Regions from separate parts of the Sus scrofa genome. Here region 1 is linked to region 2. Evidence: chromatin contacts called from public HiChIP or PLAC-seq data. All regions are on one chromosome and are shown on one strand. The core of a region is the stretch at or near the end of the contact, and the rest is flanking DNA. Distances in the headings are between cores, read along the strand shown. Region 1 holds the start of ZSWIM3 (zinc finger SWIM domain-containing protein 3). Region 2 holds the start of PCIF1 (phosphorylated CTD-interacting factor 1).

What was found. HiChIP or PLAC-seq counts read pairs in DNA pulled down with a chosen protein or histone mark.
Region 1: a contact with region 2 is called in an H3K27ac HiChIP or PLAC-seq map of alveolar macrophages. The contact joins the promoter of ZSWIM3 here to the promoter of PCIF1 in region 2. A contact is called at or near these places in 2 of 5 promoter capture datasets (fetal liver and liver), 6 of 47 Hi-C or Micro-C datasets (blood, fetal liver, heart right ventricle and 2 more) and 1 of 2 datasets of contacts at active chromatin or transcription factors (alveolar macrophages).

The regions. Positions count from the first base shown.
Region 1 is chr17:48,052,929-48,057,387 of Sscrofa11.1, forward strand. It overlaps ZSWIM3 (zinc finger SWIM domain-containing protein 3), which reads left to right and starts at 1,551. Exons shown (of 2, transcript XM_013985404.2): 1 at 1,551-1,938. The coding sequence starts at 1,784. It overlaps ACOT8 (acyl-coenzyme A thioesterase 8), which reads right to left and starts at 1,407. Exons shown (of 6, transcript XM_001928889.4): 1 at 1,163-1,407. The coding sequence starts at 1,281.
Region 2 is chr17:48,118,909-48,123,253 of Sscrofa11.1, forward strand. It overlaps PCIF1 (phosphorylated CTD-interacting factor 1), which reads left to right and starts at 1,355. Exons shown (of 16, transcript XM_021077371.1): 1 at 1,355-1,804; 2 at 3,694-3,867.

The sequences.
Region 1 (4,459 bases), core at 301-2,800, 66 kb before region 2:
TACCAGCGTAAGGGGTAAGCCTCTCAAGGCCTTAAGTAAACAAAGACGAACCCCCAAAGCTGGGAGTGGACTGTATTAAGGTCTGCCACTCACACCCCTCAACTTTATAGCCTAGTTCTTCGAAGAACTTGATTTAGAGATTGAAGGGCCCTCAGACTTCAAATTTGACCCCTTCAGTGTACAGATGTGGAAATTGAGGCCCTAGAGGCAAGTCTTGTCCTGTGCCTGTGCCCAGTGGCAGCTCAAGAATTTAGGTCTCCATGGAGCATCCGTCATGGCTCAGCGGAAAGGAATCTGACTAGCATCCATGAGGACACAGGTTCGATCCCTGGCCTCACTCAGCGGGTTAAGGATCTGGCGCCATGAGCTGTAGTGTAGATCACAGACATGGCTCGAATCTGGCCTTGTGGCATAGGCAAGTGACTACAGCTCCGATTCAACCCCTAGCCTGGGAACCTTCATATGCCACGGGTGCGGCCCTAAAAAGACCAAAAAAAAAAAGAATTTAGGTTTCCAACTTCTCACATCCCAGCTCAAGATGTTCACATAATGCATAGCAAACAGTTCTCCAGAGTTACTTGTAATTTGTTAAAATGGGGGAAATTAAGTTAATGCCTAAAATAGTTTCCAATCAGCCAAGAAGAGCCTTGGAAGCCTAAGCTGTTAAACCCTCCACTACAGTCAAGAATTAAAGTGGCATCAGGAAGGAAACTGGCTCAGGCCTCAGAATGAATAGCTATTAGACCCCACCTAGTGGTGGTGGGGATGGGGTAGGGAAGAGCAAATAAGTGAATTTCCCCGTAGGAGCTGCAGATAAGTTTGCGTCCTTGGACAAATCACTGTCCTTTCTGGGCTGGCTCCCCCTGGGATATGACTCCTCAAGGGAGGCTGCTGAGAAGGACATCTTGGGTCACCACTGTTTTTGTTCAGATTGAGAGGACCTCCGTGAGGCTGCACTGACCCCTTGTGCAGAGGAGGAAACCTGGGCAGCTTTGTCAGGCACAAGTTCCCTCCCAATCGGCGCAGAGGCATCCTACGCAGAGTCAATTCTCATCCCGGGGGCTACGGACAGGGGCGACGGGGTAGCAGCAGTCAATATCAGGAGCCCCTGTCCCACTGTGTCTCGGGCGGGTTGCGGGGGGTACCAGATGCGGCCAACTACCTGAAGAGGTCCTGGTCCAAGAGCTCGAGATTGAGCACGCTGGTGACCAGGACACTGCGGAGGTCCCCGGGTGGATCGTCGCCGCTCTGTCTGTCCTCGGGAGGCTCCGTGGACGACATGTAGTTCAGTTACAGCTCGCCAAGGACTCTGCCCCGAGCTGCTCACACGGAGATTAGGTAAAATGCGCAGCCTCCGGCAAAAAGCTAAATAACCGGAAGTATCCGGCCGGCCCTGGGAAAGCGGGATGCAGGTTATGATTGGTCAATGCCCCTGTCGGTTTTCCGTTGAGCCAGCCCATCTACTCTCTAGCGATTGGAAAAAGTGAGTGCCAGTCTGAGAGGCTGGTGCTGATTGGATGTGTCAGTGATGGGGCGGAGCCCCGAGAATGGATAATAAGGGCTGAGTGTCATTTCCCTTCTGTCAGTAGCAAAGACGCCCCCCAGTGCACCTAGGTCCTCCCGAGCTGAGGGCTTCTCCTGAGCTCCGTAACAGGCCACCCGACCCGGGCCGACCCTTAAGGCCTCCTGGGCCCACTCCAGTCTGTAGAAACCTCACAGTGTGACCTCTGACCCCTGGTGTGGATCTTGGGGCCAGCCCCTGTTGTGGGCTGAGGGGGCGGCCATGGAGCTAGGCAGCTGCTTCAAGACCTACGAGGACTTCAAGGAGTGCTTCAGCGCCTACAAAAAGGAGAACAGGTGCTCCTTCATTCTCAGGGACTGCGTCTCCGTCCGCTTCCACAACCTCAACCATGGCACCTCCATCCGCGAGGACATCCTGTAAGGGCGGGGCAGGAGGGTGGGGAGGAGGCCGGATGGCCCTCTGGAGGGCGGCTTGGAGGAGGGAGTGCAGCTGGGCCCCTGTCTCTGAGCATTCCACAGGCACTCATTGAGCACCTGCTGTGTGCCTGGTGAAAAGTGCTAAACCTTCACAGGCGTAACTCTTGCCCACTTCACCTTCACTCACTCCTTCATGCACAGCTTTTCTGGAATTCATAGTGACGGCAGTTTGTCCCATTTTTCAAGCACCTGCCGTATCCCAGACACAAAGTATGGCTTTCACAAATGGATAAAAACGCCGTGGCCAGAGTTTTCTTCATCAGTCTTCTCTTTACAAAGCAGTAATACTGATCAATTGTTGGTTCGTTTGTTTGTTCATTCATTCATCATTCATTGATTCATTCATTCTGTAAATGGTTCTTGAGCTCCTGAGGTTTAAAAAATTGTGTTTTTCAAACACTTTCCCATGGTCCAAGCAGCATTCTCTGTTTGGTATCCGTGTTACCCTGCAGAGCTGTACTGAAAATTATAGGCAAAGGTTATTTTTCTATTTGGCAGATAAGAAAACAGACTTGGAGGCTAAGCTAATGGTTGAACACTCAATTGCCTTCAGGACTCAGGTGAAACAGCCTAGTGTAAGAAAGTTTAACTTTTAATTTAACCATAAGAAAAACAATGAGGAAAGAACAACCAAAACCAGGTCTTTGTGCTAGGGAGAACAGACGTGTGAATTGGGCAAAATGGAGCACAGGCCCTGTTTGATCAACTTCAGCTGATGGTTGCCATGTGAAAATGAGCCAGTGTTCCTAGATTTAGGGCAAATGGAGTCAGAAATCCAGGCTTTCCGTGAGTTTGTCCACTTTTTAAAAATTGAAAATTCAAATTTGAACACACCCTATGTGGGCCAACTCTGAGAATCAAACTATATCTGAGTTTGAGACTTCTGGGTTGAGACATTTGGTCAAAGTTCCCTATCTAGGGAGCAGGCTGTGTTTTTTTCCCCAGTCTGAGGTCCAGGGTTCTGCTCGTACAGACAATGTAGAGGAGCCAGTAACGAAACCTGCTGTCAAAGAGCTTGAGATGGCATAGCGATTCGGGTAACCTGACTAGTATGTGATAAACGCTTTAAAAGCAGTGTGCAGAGGAAGAAGTGACAAGTGCCTGGGAAGAGGGAAACGGCTTCACACTGGAAGTAATGGTTTCTGCTGGGCTGTGGATGAATGCAAAGGGCTAGTGTAGAAGTCGAATGGTTAGTTACCGAGTAACACAGGAGGATCACTTGACCAGAAGGAGCTGTGGAGCAAAGGCACAAATAGGTGAAAGAAGTAGCATGTCTGAGATAGTGTGGCATGCCATGCTTACAGGAGATCATGTCACTTGCATGTTACCTAAATGGTCTTTAGAGAGTTCCCTGGTAGCTCATCAGGTAGAGGATCCAGTGTTGTCACTACTGTGGCTCGAGTTTGCTCCCTAGCCCAGGAACTTCTGCATGCTGCAGGTGTAGCCAAAAGGAAAAAGAAAAAAAAAAGTCTTTGGGTACCATTGTGAAGTGTTTGGACTTTAATTTATGCTGGTAGCATCTTCTAAGCAGTGAAAGAATCAAAAAATGCCCTGCTCTCAAGCTGCTTACACTCTAAGCCAGATAGAGTACAGGAGCCTCCTGCTGCCCTCAAGTTTAAGTCCAGGACCTGGCTTGCCAGATCATCTGACCTTTCTGACCTCTGACCCTTCTGACCTCTCCATCTTGCACTGTGTGCTCCATCCACACTGGGTCTACACCACATTCAGCCCCCCTCCCAAACTACAGCTTCCTGGTCCTGCACTTAACCATATCTACTAGTTAGAATAATCTAGCCCATCCACTTATCTTAGCTCACTTTTCCTCAAAATGTCAGGTATTTTATTTATTTATTTTTTATTATTTTTTTTATTTTTTGTCTTTTTGCCTTTTTATAGGGCCACTCCCACAGCATATGGAGGTTCCCAGGCTAGGGATCTAATCGGAGCTATAGCCACCGGCTTACACCACAGCCACAGCAACGTAGGATCCGAGCTGCGTCTGCAACCTACACCACAGCTCACTTGGCAACGCTGGATCCTTAACCCACTGAGCAAAGCCAGGGATCGAACCCGCAACCTCATGGTTCCTAGTTGGATTCGCTAACCACTGCGCCACAATGGGAACTCCTCAGGTATTTTATATACGATCCTCTCATCACCATATATCCTGAACTACAATTTACTTAACATTTTTCTTTAAATTGTTGTAATATTCAAAGAAACTTCCACATGCCATTGGTGTGGCAAACAAAACAAAAAAAGCCTCGATGCCTATGTACACACAGGGTATGTTTGTTCAGGCTCAGAGTATCTCAGGAAAGTAACAGCAGTTGTGTCTCACACAGTGGAAAGGACACTGACCTTTTTATGTAATTTTTTAAATTTCAAAAAAATTAAATTACTATATTAGCCACTCAAAAAAATTCATTTTTTAAGAGAGTTCTCATCGTGGCTCAGTGCT
Region 2 (4,345 bases), core at 105-2,604:
GTCCCCCAGTGTCAGTCTGAAGTGGGGACCTGGATCTGATTTCCTGTCAAGCCTCTCAGGTGAACAGTTTTCACTGTGAGGGCAGGATCACTGCACATCCCGTGCCTTTATGGAGCTGGTTTATTTCTAGAAGGTTCAGATCTACTTGGAGCAATTTCCCCAACCCCATGAGGTGATAATAGCTAACATGTATTAGTGCCAGATACAGTCCTGAGTACTCGGCAGTTAATTCACACCAAGCCTTTATGAGGTAGGCGGATTTGTGGTCTGTTAGAGGAAATGAAAACTTAGATGTCAAGCAGCTCCTTCAAGGCCACACATCTAGGGTGGAGGAGCAAGAGTTTGATCCCCGTTAGACTGATGGGAACCCTAGTTCTGTTCACAATACTGCCTCGGTTTTGTTTTGTTTTTTTCCCCTACTGTCCACACCTGCGGCATATGCAAGTTCCCAGGCTAGGGGTCCAATCAGGGCTAGCTACCAGCCCACCCTACAGCCTCAGCAACACCAGATATGGGCCCCATCCACGACCTTCTTTAGCTTGCAGCAACACTGGATTCTTAACCCACTGAGTAAGGCCAAGGATTGAATCTGCATCCTCGCATATATTAGCCCGGGTCTTAACCCACTGAGCCACGGGTTTTGTTGGCACTCCCGTTACCCCACCAAGTTGCATGGACCAGGCATCAGGGACACCCGGGGAGGCCCAGTTGGGGTAACTGCAGCCTCTGGCTCCACGTGGGAAGCACAAGGCGAACAGCAGGTGGCAAGCTTGTCTTCCTTCCTCTCAGGCTTTCTTCTTCTCAAGCTTTCACTGGGAGGTGAGTTTACTGGGGAGACCAGGAGTGGAGCTAGTGAGTACTCTGCCAGACCTTACCAAAGAATCCGGCAGGCCGCTGGGCACGGGGCACCTAGTGACTGCCAGTCTCCTGCTAGGCTAACTTTTGTGGCCGGTTTGAGGTCTCAGAGAGGTTTTGTGCTGCAACTAGCAACCACTGATGTCAGAGTTAGAAAGTCCTCTGATGCATTTAGCTTATTACAATTTCCTAACTTTACCAAAAGCTTTGTTACATGTCTCCCACATATGGTTGTTTTGAATTTCTTCTACGCAGGGGCTCTTAAAACTTGTGCAGCCTTATTACGGGAGAAGGTTCGATGTGCATGCAGCTTGGGTATGGGAAAAGGTTGGAAAACATTCTTTCTGAACCGAGAACCAGAGAGGGCAAGCGATCGGCCGGAGGCAGCAGAGCCGTGCGGGAGCTAGGACCCAGGTTCCTCCATAGGTACAGAGCCTACGTCATCAGGACTCCGCCCTGAGGGAGGTATCTGGGCCGAGCCCCCCGCAGGTTCCAAACCCACCCCACGCCCCCTGGTGCGCACACTCAATCCGACGCAGCCAGCGCACCGCCCACCCAGGTCCGCTAGCACCAGTGGGTGTGCTCGCGGGGGAAACTGAGGCAAGGAGCGTGCTTGTGAGTGCGTTCCTTCCTCAGTCCACGCCTCAGGGCCCGCGAAGCTGCCCTCCTCCACCCTAGACCTGCATGAAACAGCAGGGAAGAACGGAAGGAAGGGGAGGGGGGCCCAAAGCGAGCAGGGTCCAAGGAGCTGGCCGGTCCTGCCACACTCAAGATGGCGGAGCGGCAGCGGCGAGGTCCCTCAGAGGCGGTACCAGCGCATGCGCAGCGCGGAGTCCCGGCCCGGGACACAAGATGGCGGCAGCGGCGCTGGGGAGGGCGAGGCGGAGGCGGCAAAACGGGCGGTCGAGCAGAACGTGTAACCGCGTCCCCTCGAGTCCGCTACGGGCAGGTAAGAGCCCCAGGAAGCCATGGTCCCGTCGCGAGCCGCGCCAGGGTCCGGGAGTCCGAAGCCAGGCGGCGGTGGCCCCGCCGGCGCTTTCCACTCCTGGCTACCGCTTGCCCCGTCTCTGCCGCCGCCGCCATCTTAGGCCCAAGGGTGGGCGGTCGGGCCGGTGGCCTGGATGAGGGAGTTCGGTCCGGAGAGCGCGGGCGGAGCAGCCTCTAGGGCCCCTCCGCTGCTGCCGCCGCCACCGCCTTTGTGTCGGGCTCCGACTCTGAGTCGCCTCAGCCCGGGGGCGGGAGCGCGCGGCGGGGCGGGGGGCGGAGCCGGGAGATGGGCCGGCGCGCGCGCGCCGAAAGAGCCCGCCCCCCCGGGGGGGTGGGAGGGAAAAGGTGCGCGCGCTAGGGGTCGCGCCTCCCCTCAGCGCGCGCCCCCGCGCCTGCGCACTTTGCGAGGCCTTTGACTCCTCCCTACTGGGTTGGAGTATTCTGATTGGTGCGTTACTGAAATGATCCCGCCTCATCTTTCTCCAATCCTGGACTCAGGCTCTTTTCTTTCTGGTGGGTTCTTTGGTTGCGCAGATACAGTTGTTTATCCTAAAGCTGGTCGGCAAATTGCGGTACGCGTGGGATTAATAAAGACGTTATTTTAGTAATAGTCGTTATCTCTTAGAGTGTACAGTATGCTAGGCTCTACGTATAGAGACTGTAGAGGTTGAGTGATTCTGGTTTATAAATTGGAAAATGGCAGAAGGGTCTGGAACCCGGTTGTGTTCAAACCCAGAACTGGTACTTTGGCTGCTGACCTGCTGCATCCACATCACCTGGGAAATTAAAAAAAAAAACTCCTTAGTCATTAAAAAAAATTGGCAAAGACTTAAAATGATGTGAAGAAATTAATCATCTGGTCTCTCAGTCTCACTCCTGTGGCGCATTTTAAAAAATGCAAATTCTTGTGTATCTCCCCTCCCCATCTCTGACTCCTAAGATGTGGAATGAGGGACAGGAATCCGAGGTTGTTTAACACGTTCCCTGATGGTTCTGATGCACAGAGCTGGCTTTGGGAACACTGCAGTGTCCCAGTTTGGCCTCACTAAGGAATGCAGCTTGTGCCGCCTCTGCATAGTTCATCTGCCTGCTGCATCAGTATCTCACAGTGTTTCTTATGGAAAATATTTTTTCAATAAAGGTGAACTTGCTCCGTTATATAACACTTTTCATGCATTGTTATTTTTTAAAATTGAAAACCTGATTCACATGTGTTTTTCACTCACTCTGGGTGGCTTGGAACTGTGCCCACCTTGAAACTGTATGTTTGTTCACTTTTCTCTTGTCATGGGGTACCTTAGCAAGATCAGCAACACAATTTGTAGGGTCAAGTGTGCAAGGTGAGAGTGTGGACCCCTCGTTAAAAAAGGTATTAAAAATTTGAAGACAGGGAATTGTCTGATGGCCTAGCGGGTTGTGGCTCCTGCGTTCTCAGCGCTGTGGCTCTGGTTGCTGCTGTGCGGTGTAGGTTCAATCCCTGGCCCCGGAATTCCCACATGTTGCCTGTGTGGCAAAAAAGAAAAAAAAAAAAAATCCCACAAAAAACAAGAGAGGACCTGAAGTAAATGTTGCAACTCTCATTTAAAAAAAAAAAAAATTGAAGACAGTGACAGCAGAGCATTAAACCTCCTCAACGTGGGGCTCTGTGGGACTGTGCAGGCTGCAGGTCTGTGAAGGTGAACCTGTTGGTTGGGAAGCTTGGGAACTACCGTTTCCTCTCCCGAATCCCCAGATCTCCCACAGTGTGTCCTTGGGGCTCCCGACGTGCTCTGTGTCAGTGGCCATCTTGTTGCCCCCGATCTGCACCATTTCACAGGTCTGCGACTCTCTTTTCTTCTCTTTGCTCTGCAGTTGCTGATGCAAGAAATCCCCTGGGCCCCCGTCCACTCCACTGCTGACCAGCCCACCCGCCTGCGCTGAGCTTTCCTGCAGGCCTTCCCACTGCCTCTGTGGGACCCTGTGACGTGGGGGTCCATCCGGCTGGAGAAGAAAATCCTCTCATGCTAGCATTGCAGACCCCAGAGGGTGAGAGAAAGTGAGACCTCGTTCAGCCTTGAGACCGGTGGGCCCAGCCCCAAGGCATCAGGAATTCCTCCTCCCCAGAGAACCAAGGCAGCTCCCTTGGTCAGTGGTTCCAAACCTTTTCGTTATCCTGGCCCCCTTTTGTTGTATGTAAGTTTTCTTGCTCCCTGTACTTTTATCCGCCAAACTGTGCAAAGTAACCATTCATTTTTTCCCCTTCCAAATTGACCAAGGCATCTCTGAATGAGTGAATGAGTGTACAATAAAATGAACGACCCAGTGATTGTAATGATGTTGTCAACAACCAGTCAGAGCTTCTGATGAGCATGGGAGAATCAGTGTGACCACAATGAGTTGATAAAATTTTCAACAGCAAAGATAACTGTTGTTTAAATGTGCCTTTGTAGTCTTTTTGTGGGCAAATGTTCAATTTCTTCTGGGGGTTGTGACATGGCAGACATCTTTAGGAGCACCAGTCTGA